Regions from separate parts of the Mus musculus genome. Here region 1 is linked to region 2. A link is a contact called in public HiChIP or PLAC-seq data. All regions are on one chromosome and are shown on one strand. The core of a region is the stretch at or near the end of the contact, and the rest is flanking DNA. Distances in the headings are between cores, read along the strand shown. Region 1 holds the start of Fkbp5 (FK506 binding protein 5). Region 2 has its middle 9.1 kb from the start of Tulp1.

What was found. HiChIP or PLAC-seq counts read pairs in DNA pulled down with a chosen protein or histone mark.
Region 1: an H3K4me3 HiChIP or PLAC-seq map of the SCID.adh cell line shows a contact between it and region 2, with 12 read pairs. The contact joins the promoter of Fkbp5 here to the enhancer-like site in region 2. A contact is called at or near these places in 1 of 39 promoter capture datasets (second pharyngeal arch cranial neural crest), 1 of 15 datasets of contacts at CTCF or cohesin (embryonic stem cells), 2 of 484 Hi-C or Micro-C datasets (cerebral cortex and liver), 8 of 115 datasets of contacts at active chromatin or transcription factors (the SCID.adh cell line, effector CD8 T cells, embryonic stem cells and 1 more) and 3 of 9 other capture datasets (adipose tissue, liver and pancreatic islet).

What each region holds. Positions count from the first base shown.
Region 1 is chr17:28,484,898-28,488,874 of GRCm38.p6, forward strand. It overlaps Fkbp5 (FK506 binding protein 5), which reads right to left and starts at 1,252. Exons shown (of 11, transcript NM_010220.4): 1 at 1,055-1,252.
Region 2 is chr17:28,372,475-28,376,069 of GRCm38.p6, forward strand. No RefSeq gene overlaps it. Among named protein-coding and RNA genes, the nearest start is that of Tulp1, 9.1 kb to the left of the region's middle. Within about 2 kb of position 1,552, at least 71 of the 459 cell types and tissues checked have an H3K27ac peak or open chromatin away from gene starts, as enhancers often do. A contact at or near this core is called in the SCID.adh cell line, where this site is marked.

The DNA of each region.
Region 1 (3,977 bases), core at 2-2,501, 110 kb after region 2:
AACCACCAGCTCCCAACTGCCGCATGCAGAATTTACTGAATGGCGGCCAAGCGCTGTACACCCTGTCCCGAGCCCCGCCGAGGGCTGTCCCAAGTTCTGCACGCTCTGCTTACGATCTGTACCTTCCAACGCTTTCGCCATGGCTGCAGACACCAATTATTTAAAAAATGAGGCGCAAGCGCTCCACCTGGCTCATCCACAGACGAAGATGAGGAGGAGGAAGATGGTCATAATGCAACGTGCTCCCTTAGATTCATCCCACACACACACACAAAATGCTGGGTTTGGAGTCAAGGACTATGGCCGGAACAGGAGTGGTGATGCCGCTGGGGCGAAGGGAATGAAGATTCCTAAAATAACTTTTATTTCCTTAGTATTATTGAGAGCGGGGGTGAGAGATGAGAATGTGTATCGGAGCCAGTGGTGTTTGTGCTGTGTACACAGGGAGGTCAGAGGACAACTCGCGGTTGGAGTCGGTTCCCCTACTACCATGTCGGTTCCCGGGATCGAACCCAGGTCGTCACGCTTGGCTGCAAGCGGCTGTACCCGCTCAGCCACCTCCGAGACAACTTTTAATTAGCCCTTCCTCCTCAGTACCTCCGAGACCCTCCGGTCACCTGCCTGCCCGGTGCGAGCCGGCTCGGGAGCGGCAGGTGAGGGCGGTGCCCGGCCGGCACGCCCATCGCGCGGCCCCGCGGACGCGGCGGAGCACTCCGTTATCCGCGGGGCTTGCAGGGCTCCGGAAGGCCAAGTTTCCTCCGCGTCCGGAGGGCGGCGTGGCGGAGCGACACGGGGCTCCCCGGACCTGTGGGCTGCGCGGGAAACAAAAGCCGCGCGCGGGCGAGCGAGCCGCCGCCGCCGCGCTGAGGGAGACGCTGGAGAAGAGCGCCGGCCGCTCCACCTCCCACGCGGGGCCCAGGCCTCCCGCGCGTCCCGTCCACGCCATCCCGGGGAAGCCGCGCGAGGGGCGGCAGAAGCGGGACCGCGAGCACGGGGCTGGCTCCGGGGTCCGCCGCGTGCGCGCGCCCCATTCCCGCGGCCATGGCGCCCGTACCTGTCGCCGCGTCCGCCGCCGCCGCGTCCCTCGCTCCGCGTCTCTCCGCCGCCGCGCGCGCCGCTCAGCCCGCCCAGCAGGCCGCCGCTCCGTCCGCACGCTCGGTCGCTCAGCCGCGCGCCGGACACCGCCGCCGGAGACTGGCAGCGCCCGCAAGCCGGCTAGTGCGCCGGGCAGCGCCCGCCGTCGTCCCGCCCCCGCCGGCCGCAGGACCCACCTCCCATAGGGCCACGGGGCTGCCAATCCGCCCCCAAAAGGCGCGCGGGCTGTCGCTCCGCCCGTCCCGATTGGTGGCCGTGCACTGCCTATGCAAATGAGGCTCCGCCCCGTTCGTTTGCATCTCCGCCTCTTCACCGCTGCCCACGTGTCTGGCCCTTGCCCTTTGTGGGGGCCGGAGAAGAGGGATGGAGGAAGCTGACTGACACCTCGCCTCGTCGTCCACTGCCTCCAGACTAAATACTGACCAGACAAGCGTCTGCCTTGCCTGTCTGTCCACCCAGCCTGCCCTTCACGAGCTGCAGAGGTCGGGCCATGCTGACCCCGGAAAATAACCTCCTGAACTTGAAGATGCTCCTTAGAGACTGGGAAAATGCGATGTAGCACCTAGCACCTCTCTCTCTGGACACCCAGTGGGCGTGAAGATGTCGCTTTCCCTTGAGGTTTCTGCCTCTCCAACACAGCAAGCAGCCCAGGTGATGAGGTCAAAAAGGAACCCAAAGGATGGCTGTTGAGCTAGGTCAGCTTCGAGATGGCACCCCCTCGCCACGTCTGGGTGACTCCTATAGACGCTCAGGAGCTGCACCTGGGGACTTGAACTCTAACTGTTCGGTTTTTAAGAAGATTCTTAGAAGAACGTTTATGATGAGTGTTTCGCCTGCTGGGTGTGTGTGTGTGTGTGTGTGTGTGTGTGTGTGTGTGTGTGTGTGTGTTTACTATGTGAGTGCAGTACCCAACAGAGGTCAGAAGAGGGCATCGAATCCCCTGTCACTGGAGTTGGAAGCATCCTGTGCTCTCCCAGCCTCTGGGAGAACAACCAGTGAGAGCAACTGCTCATAACAGCTAGGGAATCTCTCCAGACCCCCGGTTGGTTGGTTGGTTTGTTTGTTTGTTTGTTTGTTTTTTGAGGGGAGGAGAAACTATAAAAGTCCCAATTACCTATGGAATATTTTGTAGCCACAGGAAAATTCCATGTTTCCTGGTTCCATGTCTGCTTTTATTTTAGTTTTGGTTTTTTGTTTTGTTTTTTAAGATTTATTTATTTATTATTATATCTAAGTACACTGTAGCTATCTTCAGACACACCAGAAGAGGGCATCAGATCTCATTACAGATGGTTGTGAGCCACCATGTGTTTGCTGGGATTTGAACTCAGGACCTCTGGAAAAGCAGTCAGTGCTCTTACCCGCTGAGCCTTCTCTCCAGCCCCTAGTTTTGGTTTCTTTTGTCTTGTCTCACTTTAGAACTTATGAAGATACATGTCACCTTGTATGGTGATATATATCAATGTCCATATAACACATATGATATATATCAATGTCTATCACCCACATGGTGGTATGGTCATTCCTTCCCTATCCTCAAAGACCTCTACAGAAAAGATAAAACTGATATAAAAGATACCCCACCCACCCACTCCTCTTGGATAGGGGTCCTTCTCAGTCGCTTGTCTTTCCTCAGTGATTGGAAACCTCCCTTAACCAGCCTCCAGGGAGTGGCCGCATGAATTCAACAACACGCTGTGGGTGGCAACTGTTCTGTTCGCTAATGCCAGTTGGTTAAGCATCTACTTTGCTTACTGAAAGCACGAGGTATGTGTGGGGGAGAGAACATGGAGGTGAGAAGGCACTGTTCCAGTTCCCAAAGCCTCCAAGCTATCAGACAAGGACAGCCACACCTCAGAAATGTTCCGGGGATTGTGGCACGTGTCCACAGAGAAGGAGGAAGGGCTCTTACCAGGGAAGAGAACCAGCATTCCCCTTCCGGAGGCTTCACGAAGAGGTCACATCGAACCCACTCTTTGAAGATGGAAAAAGGCTTTGGCCAGACCAAGAGCTGTGGATAAGGGACAATCATGGACTCCGCGCGCCATGTGGCAAGGGATAGTAGCACTTGAGCTCATGAGGCACACAGACCTGGAATGGCATAAAGAACTGATCGAACAGCTAGTGGCAGTGTGGGCCAATCGGCAGGGTGGTGTGGACTTGTCATGAATTCTAAGACGAGACTCTCCCGGGGGGGCCGGGGATTGGGGGATTGGGGGGAGAGAAAAATCCCAGGAGACAGCCAGGCTGTGTTGTAACACACCACAGTGAATATCAACGAGGGCTGTAGATACAGCTGCAGGCTTCCCCCCCCCCACCCCCCTTCTAGGCCTGTGTCTGTGGGGAACAGTCAGTTCTTCAGTTTTGACTACAACCTAGCTAGCTCCACCCACTCCTCCAGAAAAACCACTCTGACCACCAAATCCACCTTCCTCGATCATTTCCCCTAAGCGTTGATGCCTTTAGAACACAAAGACACCTGGCTGTGGGGAGAGGGGCTCTGACCTACCACAAGGACAGTTCTTTGTAGGTCCTGTCACCACAGCTGGCTTTGTGGGTGTGTCACCTTCCTCAGTGACACACACTGAGAAAGGCCCCATGCTCTGTTTAAAGTGCTGCAGTGGTCATCTTGACATAGTAAGCTTTCAACAAGGGGCTCTGTGTGTTCTTTTTTGCACCAACTGTTGCAAATTACACAGCCACTGCTTAGAGTCTTTTTGTGCCCAGGTTTGCCTGTGATAGAATTCAAACCACATCTCCATCTTAAAGTACTTGGTGTCTGAAGAGTTTGTTCCCACAGCATGGGTAACTCGATGCTCACAGCTGTAATGTGACATTGATTTTTTTTTTTTTTTTTTTTTTTTTTTGGCCCTTGCTTATTC
Region 2 (3,595 bases), core at 302-2,801:
CCCCCTTGCTGTGTGTCTTGGTGCCAGTCACTTAACTTCTCTGAGCCTCCAGTTACTCATTCCCGGGAAGGGCAGTTTGTTCTTCCAAAGGAACCCCCTTTGACGATCAGACTATAGAGACAATGGACTCCAAAGCATTGGGAGGCCTCCAGGATTCTCACCCTGGGAGAAGAAACCACCTGAAGCCTGTGTACCAGCTAGAGAGGATCTTGTCCTCCAGGCAAACATTTCCCAGGGTCCTGACAACAGCCAGACAGTCACCTCGCAGGAGAGACTGGAGCCCAGACAGCACTGGGGGCGGGTGGGTGGGGCCCGCTCTGACCTGGACGCTCTGACCTATGCGGCTATGCTTACCCCATGACTTCCATTAAACTGAAACCTCACACCAGAGTCCCCGAGATAGACTCCAGCGTCCCCTGGCCTCTCTGTTTCTCGTTTCAGTGCAGCCATGCTGAATAAATTTTCTTTTCTTTTTCTTTTTTTTAAGATTTATTTATTGTTATAACTAGTTACACTGTAGCTGTCTTCAGATGCACCAGAAGAGGGCTTCAGATCTCATTCTGGGTGGTTGTGAGCCACCACGTGGTTGCTGGGATTTGAACTCAGGACCTTCGGAAGAGCAGTCAGTGCTTTTACCCTCTGAGCCATCTCACCAGCCCCACTTTTTCTGCTTTTCATTACAACTGCCTAGTTATTTATTTTTGAGGTGTTTTTTATTTTTGAGGCAGTGTCTCACCACTGTAACTCTGGCTGGCTTCGAACCCACAGATATCTGCCTCTAATCCTGAGCTCCAGGCTTTGCGGCCTGCTGTGAGCAGATGGCTTAGGCTGGTTTAAGGCTACCAGGGCTCAAGTGCTCACCCTTAGCTCTGCTAACAGCTGGGCTGTCTGTAAGGCCCAGACACAGAGTAGCACACATTCCAACATGCCTGTTTAAAAGGTCAGGGCCCCACACTTGTAATCCTGGCAGCTGAGGCAGGAAGACTTCTGTTGAGTTCAGGTCAACCTGAGTTACAGAACAGGATAGTCTCAGTCTCTCCCTGTTCCTGTAAAAAGAGGTAGGAACACTCAGGCTGGGTCTCCTGTGGACTCCAGTGGGGCAGCCTCCAGCATCTGGAACCCAGGAGACCACTGAACCCAAAGTAGTAGTTCCCAATAGTGCCTCATGTTGTGGGGACCCCCAACCATAAAATCATTTTCGAGGTGGTGGCGCACGCCTTTAAGCCCAGCACACGGGAGTCAGAGGCAGGCAGATCTCTGTGAGTTTGAGGCCAGCCTGATTTACAAAATGAGTTCCAGGACAACCAGGACTACACAGAGAAACCCTGTCTCAGAAAGCAACAACAGAAAATAACCCCAATTATTTTCGTAATTTTGCTACTTTTGTGGATTGTAATGTAAATCTTTGTGCGTTTGTTCGGGTAAGCAATGGCACACGTTGAGAACCACTGAACCTACTAGGTTTCTGGGACAGGCCTTGACTAGGGATGACCCGATGAGGGTGCACAGACTCAACCTCACCACGAGGTGGCGGCAGAGCCCACCCACGGGGGCGGCACTGCTCAAGAGGCAGGTGCGGGACTTATATCTCCTTCTCCACCCTCACCCCCCTCCTCCTCCTCCTCCTCCTCCTCCATTATCTACCTCTACCTTCCTCCTCCCTGAACCCTTCTTCTCCTGCCTCCTCCCCCTCCTCCCCTCTCTCCATCCTTCCTTTCCTGGAATCCATCTTTAGGGAGTGAAGACATCTAGACGTTGTCAGTCAATGAAGTGACCCAGGCACTTTGTGGGACGCCTAACCTTTGAGGTCACAGAAGGGTTGAGGGGCCTTTGGGCAGGATAGTCCTAAACCTGCCGCGTGAGAAAAGGCACACCAGGTTCTTAAAAAAACAAAAACAAAACAAAACAAAAAAAAACCACATTACTGGAACTGGGTCAGTCACTGGCTTTTGATCTCTCTGCAAACGGGGTCCCTATTTTTAACCAGAAAAGTGTCATGTCCAAGGTCCTAACTAAGCCCTCTGAGGCAGAGGCAGCCCTGAAGTTGTGAGAGACATCAGCGCATGTGTGGTCACCAAACGGAGTGTGTGTGTGTGTGTGTGTGGGGGGGGGGTCCTTGTCTGTCGGGATGTCTGGGTAAATACAGCCTGGTGCGCATGCGGAGGGAAAGGGAGCCTCCACAAGCACCTGTGCGGAGGGCGGGCGCAGCTCAGCAGCTCAGCTTCGGTGGCTTACTCCCCGGCTCTCACCCGGGTCTCTCTCTGAACTCAGTCACTGATTGGCTAAACTGATTGGCCCACAAACTTGGGATCCTGTCTCTGCCTCTCTGCGCTAGTCAGGGTTTCCTAGAGGAACCAACGGTGGGTGGGTGTGTGCGTGCGTGTGCTTGTGTGTTGAATGCAAGAGTATGCGTGAGTGTAAGGACAGGGAAGTGGGAGTGGGTGGGTTGGTGAGCAGGGCAAGGGGGGATGGGATAGGGGGTTCTCAGAGGGGAAAAGAAGAAAGGGGATAACATTTGAAATGTAAATAAAGAAAATATCTAATAATAATAATAATAAAAGTCAGCTTTAAACCAGTAACAATGGCAGGAGCACACCTGAGACAACGTTGGGAACCTGGTAGTTGCTTGGTCCACTGGGTGGTGCCTCAGCTGTCCCAGCCTGGCACAGGATGCCAGCAAGGATCTTGGAGAGCTGCTTGTCCCTGGGCTATGATGAAAGCAGGGACAGGCCAGTTGTGCTTCAATCACAGGCAAATTAACTCTGTGGCAAGATGGAGGCCAAGAACTCCAGGACAAGGCGCTCTTCTCCGCCACCCTGACAGTGCTCCAACACTCAGGAAGGTGCCGCCCATAGGCAGGGAGATCAATCATACAATCTGGTCACCGCCTCAGGCGGGGCTCCCTACACGGCCATTTTAATCTAACATTAAAACAACATTAATGCTTCCCTCTGCTGGGGTTACAGGAGCAAGCAGCCATGCCCAGCTTCTAAGTAGGCGCTAGGATCCGAACTCAGGTCCTCATGTTTGAGCAGCAAGCCCTCTTACCCACCGAGTCAGCCCCAAGCCCTGAACTGGCTTTAATGACCCGAGGTCGGTGAACTGGCTGCTTGAGTCAGACACTACTGAGCTACGTCAGCTGGCCCCGGTATCCTCAGGCTTCCCTTCTTACTGAAGTTTTGGCGCGTGGCTCTCATACCTCCACCACCGCACTGATGGCGCAGCCACGCCCTGATCCTGTCATCACTCGAAACTGCCCCGCCCCTGCAATCACAATCCGCCCTCCATCCTTCTGAATGGCACCTCTTCCCATCCACCTTGCGCTGTCCCCAGCCACACCTTCTCTCTGACCTGCTTCAGACATCCTGCCCAGTGGCGCTTCCTGCTCAAGCACCTCTATCTGCCTCCAGACCAGGACCCATGGGTGCTGACTCACTAGGACTCAGTCCTCGGTCAGAGATAAGCAGGGACTCTGACAGAGCAGGAAGTTCTTGAGGACCATTCCCTAGGCTCTGGAGGAGGAGGCGTGGGTCTCCTGCTCTAGGGAATGCTGGGAGCGGTCGGTCGGCTCACAGGCTGGAGGGGTGGGTCTCAG